2 separate regions of the Mustela erminea genome follow, and region 2 is linked to region 1. Evidence: chromatin contacts called from public Hi-C data. All regions are on one chromosome and are shown on one strand. The core of a region is the stretch at or near the end of the contact, and the rest is flanking DNA. Distances in the headings are between cores, read along the strand shown. Region 1 holds the start of RTN4RL1 (reticulon-4 receptor-like 1). Region 2 overlaps RTN4RL1 (reticulon-4 receptor-like 1).

What was found. A called contact is a pair of places that touch in the nucleus more often than the background predicts.
Region 2: a Hi-C map of skeletal muscle shows a contact between it and region 1, with 8 times the contacts expected there. The contact joins the enhancer-like site here to the promoter of RTN4RL1 in region 1. A contact is called at or near these places in 2 of 3 Hi-C or Micro-C datasets (fibroblasts and skeletal muscle).

The regions. Positions count from the first base shown.
Region 1 is chr18:16,463,052-16,465,751 of mMusErm1.Pri, forward strand. It overlaps RTN4RL1 (reticulon-4 receptor-like 1), which reads left to right and starts at 1,317. Exons shown (of 2, transcript XM_032320509.1): 1 at 1,317-1,858. The coding sequence starts at 1,846.
Region 2 is chr18:16,533,603-16,536,302 of mMusErm1.Pri, forward strand. RTN4RL1 (reticulon-4 receptor-like 1) reads left to right here. Exons shown (of 2, transcript XM_032320509.1): 2 at 1-2,700. Among named protein-coding and RNA genes, the nearest start is that of RTN4RL1, 71 kb to the left of the region's middle. Within about 2 kb of position 1,414, the one cell type or tissue checked has open chromatin away from gene starts, as enhancers often do. A contact at or near this core is called in fibroblasts, where this site is marked.

The DNA.
Region 1 (2,700 bases), core at 67-2,566:
TCTTAATCATCAGAACAAGGTTACTTTTTCACCTTCAAGCATTTGCACCTTTTCTCCTGCCTTGAATGCCCTTTTTCTTCTCAGACTGATAACTCAACCCTCAAGCCCCAACCTAAATGGCATCCCTTTGATGAAGGCTTCTTTGATCATCCTTCACCTTCACCCCCCTCACAGAGCTAGTAGAGCCCCCAACACTTTGTTTCTCCTCCTGTCACATTCTAAGATGCCTTGTGGGTCTTTCTTCCCCAGCTATGCCCTAAGCTCTTGTAGTTACATGCCTATGTAGTTAGCGGAAACCCAGAGCCTTGGTGCCATTGAATGCAGAGACCTTGTCTTTTTCACTGGCTGAATCCCTAGGAATAGTAATGCCCCACGAATTGACCCTCAGTAAATGCACGTTGAATGAGTGACTTAGCGCCCTCTTCTTCCTTTCCTAGGACCCCTCTTATTCCAGGCCAGTAGGGGGTGCCGCCTCCACCCAGGATCTCGCCTGGCCTGAACCTTTTCTGTTCAGCCCAACTGGCCCCCTGCGGGACCTGCTTTCTAAGCGGTGCCTCCTCCATTTTCCTGGAAGCCCCGGGCGGGGTCGGTGTAGACTGAAGGAGATCGGGGACACCCCCCTAGGCGGGGATAGCCCATCTGAGCCCCACACTAGTCCCTTCCTCACTCTAGAATTTGGAATTGGGCCTCACTGACTGCTTGCTGCGTGGGCTAGACCAGTCTGGGGGCGCGCCACACCTACCCCCCAAAGGAATAGTATCCTGGGACGCGGGATGCGAAGCGGCTGGGTTTTCCGGAGCTGTCCTGGGCGGGGAGGAGCCGTCGAGCCTCCAAGAAGGAAGCGAAGTCGCCTAGAGAGGATATGGGCAGGAGTGCAGACTTGTGATCGGGGTCTCTGGGTGGCAGTCCTCCTGTCCCAGCCAGTGGGCAGAGCGCACGCTTCCAGCCGCCTCTCTCAGTGACCTCCAGCCACGAAGGGCGAGCAGACGGGGGTTGGGCTGCGGGCGCGAGCTCCGGGAAGCCCGCGGGGCCGAGAAGGGGCTTTCGAGTAGCCCGACGGCTGCCCAGGGCCTGGGGCAGGTACTCGGACCCACACGGGCCAAGGATCGTCCCTAGGGGCGGGCGCAGCGAAAACACCTTGGGAGGCGGCGCCGCGCTGCTGAGCGCCGCTGCCCTGGGAATAGGACGGCGCTCGGCACCGCGAGCTGAGAGCACTTTCATAAATTTTGTATGGGAGGCGCTCCGTGAGCGGGGGCGGGGAGCGGAGCGAGAGGGAGGGAGCTAGCGAGCGAGGGAGGGAGGAAGGGAGGAGAAAAGGTGGGGGAAGCCGGGGGGTGGGGGGGAGGAAGGGAGGCGCCCCGCTCCGCCGATCGCTTCGTCCGGCAAACGCGCGCCGGGCGCTTTCCCCGGAGCTCGGCGGTGCGTGCGAGCGCCCTTTTGCAGCAGCCGCGGCGGCGGCGGCCCGAGGGGGCGGAGAGGAGGGGGCCGCGGCCCGGCGGCCGGGCGGCCGGGGGGCGGCGTCCCCCCTCAAAACCGCCTGCAAAGAGCTCGGGGCTGCAGAAGCAGGCCGCCGGCTCCGCGGAGCAAGCCGCTTGTCCCGGGGCTGAACGAGCGCGCCGGGCTGCCAGGCAGCGCCGCGGTTGCTAGTGGGCGCCGGTGCCCTCGGCGCTGGGTTTGGGCTCACCATGCCCCTGAGGGGCCGGGCTGCCGGGCACAAGCGGATCCCCGGCTTGCCCCCGCCTCGACGCGCTCGGATTAGCTGTAGCCGGCACCCAAGGATTTGAATCCGGACTCCGGCAGGGAGCGCGCCTAGGCCGACCTCCGAGTGGCGGCCCCGCGGCCAACATGCTTCGAAAAGGTGAGTTGGAGCCGAAGGGGCAAGTTGGAGTTGAGTGCACACGCGGCCGAGCCTCGAGCCCGGGAGCCACCCGAGCGCTCTCCCGCGCCCGAGCTCCTGGCCCGGGAAGCAGCGGCTGGCGGGCTGGCGGGCTGGCGGGCTTTGCCGGGACGCACCTGCGGAGGGTTTGCTGCTGGAGCTCAGCCCCTGTCTGTGGCCGGTTGCGAGACACGGGATTTGCGCCATGGATCAAGCGGCCAGGCCTAGGGATCTGGCTCGGCGAGGTCATTTCGAGACCACTGTGAGCTACCCATGATGGAAAGGAAGCCGGCCTTCTGGGACCTTTGCTTTGCCATTATAAAGTTTTGCAGTCGCAGACTCCTTCCGCTGCGTGGGCACATGCTGCCAGTTCTGCCGCTTTGGCGGGGCCGGGTGCGGCCCGCGCTCCAGGGCGGCCAGCGGTCAGTCACCGCGCCGCCCGGGCGCTCACTGCGCGCCCTCGCTTCTCAGGCGGGGCCGGGACGTGGGCATCTTCCCTACCTACAGTCCTGCTTTAGTCCTCAGGGACGGGCTCTGGGCACCCAGCAGCCCAGGGGAGGTGGCTAGCGCCTGCCGTCCTGTTCTTCAAACTTTCCTTATGCCTGGAGCAGCGAGATGGGAAGGCGGGGGCCGTACCCGCTCCGTGCGCGGCAGGTGCCAGGCTCAACTTGAGGAGAGCTGGCCCCGCGACCACCTAACCACAACCACCCTCCCCCTGCCCCCCTTTCCCCCGCAGCCCGGCTCATTGCAGAGCGCTGCAAAGTTGGCGCGGGTGCTGGGGAAGTCCCGCCGCGCCCCCACGTGGCTGCCGCGCGGGGAGCTGT
Region 2 (2,700 bases), core at 164-2,663, 71 kb after region 1:
TCTCACAGGAGGTGCAGTTATAACTTGACTTGTAACTAAACTTGACTTATAACTTGACTTATAACTAAGTCAACTTATATATATATACATGTATATATATATATATATACACACACACTGTCCACACACATGCACAGGGCCCCTCCCCATCCCCTACCAAACTGTATGTCTTCTCATGTTTATAAACTATACAGAAAACTATATCTGTTGAACTAAGGGTTGTATTGGTGATTTCTAGCAAGAGAAGAGTTGTAGGGTTTTTGTCTAGAATTCCAACCTGGCAATGACAGTCCCTGTCATAACCTGGTCTTGCCAGGATCTAGGGCAAAGTGTCAGTGGGAAGGGCCAGGGAGAAGAAGGGGAGGCAGCAAGAATCACTTCAGGGGACCAATCTTCTTCGATGTTTAGAGCATCGCCTTGTTTTTATATGCAACACAAGTCCGGCTGCCACCCCAGAGCACCCCATCACCCCCACTGTACCAGGGGTCGTTGTCAGGGGCGAGAAGTGAGAAGCAGCTCATGGGACATCAGGGAGCCAGGCCCTAGGGGAGGGCTTGATGGAGAAGGGAACCAGGAGGGGCTCTGGGTCTTTTTTTTTGCCGACGGGCAGGCAGCAACCACAGTGTTAGCCCAAGAGGCTGGGCAGTGTCATCGTCCGTTGGCCTAGCATTTTTGCCAGTGACGGTCTGGACAGGCTGGGGAAACTCCGGGCATGAGCCCAGGACTCCAGCACAGCTCAGCTGCTGAGTTTTTCCTTGAGGCTCTTTGATGGCCAGCCCAGCAAGAGTCCTGTGCTCGGTGGCAGGAGAGAAAGCATCAGGTGGCCTTAGCAGAAGGGGAACAAAGAGGGCATTTCAAGAACCATCTCAGGCATTTCTGCGTTACGGAGGCCCCCTCCCTCCTGACCCTTCTGAAGATGCCCAGGGACCTGCTGCGGTGGCGGAGGGGGCCAGACTCAGGGGTCAGGAGTGGGGATGTGTGCAGGGCATGGAACAGGCAAGCCCAGTCAGGGGACAGCGGCTCCAGTCAAGGTTGGCCATGCTGCCAGCCAGGGCCCCGCTGGGTACCATCTCCTCTGAGCTCTGCCCAAACCTGAATTCCCCACCAGAGAGGATGTGTGTGAGGAGCAAGAAACACCGAATCCAATGAAAAGAGAAAAACAATAATAAAAAAATTCTCTTGGACAAGAACCCTGTTTCTCATTTCCTAACCCTACATTCCTGAAGTGGTGGCAGATCGCAGGCTTTGTGGGGTGGGCGAGCCTGGCCGGGCACAGTGTGTTTGCTGGCGGGAGGAGCCATATGGGGCAGGGGCACGCTGACTCACTGGGATGCATGTGTGCACACGCATGCGAACACACGCACACACACACACACACGTTCTCCGTTCTAGGGTTCTTCCCTCACCCTCACGGAACATGACTCACTTCCCACACCCTGGCTGTGGATCGGCCCAGTCTCTGCGGCTCTTTCTGGACCAGGCTGGTCCAGGATCCTTCCTGGCTGGTTCCCAAGAGCCGCACCCGCGGCAGCTGAGCTGTGGATTCTTCAGGGCCTCAGGAGTGGCCGGAAGGGAGCTGCCAGTTCCTGGGGCCCAGAGGGCTTCCCAGGAGGCCAGGGATCCACTGAGACAGCAGCAGAGAGGGTCTGGGGGCTGCACCTGCCCCTCTCGCTTCAGAGAAATGAGGCAGTTCTCTCCTCAGTAGAGAGGGGAGAGCTGGGTTTTCAGGTGGGACTGAACAATCTTCCTCTGTACAAGGCTTGAAACCTGCACTAACAGGAGCGCGGGGACGGCAGAGCAAAACACATGCTCTCCCGCTGCCCGCCTGCTCTTCCCCAGGCCGGTGCCAGGGCCCGGCTGTCCCTCGGAACCCGAGGATGTTGTCCTGTTGTTGATTTCATTTCCAGCGTCAGACAGCAAAGCCCTCAGTGGGAAAATCAAGAGTCCAAACACTTTATTAAATTTTTTTAAACAGACTTAGTAAGTCCTGCAATATGAAAGTGAAATGTCAGTACGAGAAATGCTAATGTTTTATAAATGACCGCCTCTGTCAAGTGCAGCTCGGTCTCTGGCTGCCGATTGTTATTAGAGGCAAGGCAGAGGGGCCCAGGACGGCGGGTGTATTTTTAGCAGCTTTCTCCTCTAAGAGGTAGCGGGAATGAAAGCGGCTCTATCGTGAATGACATCACTTGTCACTCAGCAGCTCACAGGCCACACAGGAACGATGGCACCATTGCCCAAAGCACCAGAGCAAGTTGACAAGCCAGGGGCTAGACCTCTCTGGTCACCAGACGCAGCATTCCTCCTGGGTGGGCCAGGGCCTGGAGATGTGGCTTCTTGCCCCTGGGAATCCTGTCCTCCTCCTCTGTTCCTAACAGGGTCACCCCTCTGCCATCTTCACTCAGCTCTTTCCCTTCAACAAGTGCTGATCAAAGGCCTACATGTGCCCGCCGTTGGCGCAGGCTCTTGGGACATAAAAGTGGGAAGATGTGACTCTCCTATGAGGAGTATGTGATTGGTGCCTCTGGTAGTGGCCCTTCCCCCACCGTGAGAAAGTCAACTGAGGTGAGGACGGTCCAGGAGGACTTCCAGGTGAGGGTGACACCTGATGGCTCTAACAGGATGAGGAGGTGGCCAAAGAAGAGTGCGGGGAGTATTCGAGGCAGAAGGCTGGAGGGTTAACAGCAGCATCGTGCTGGT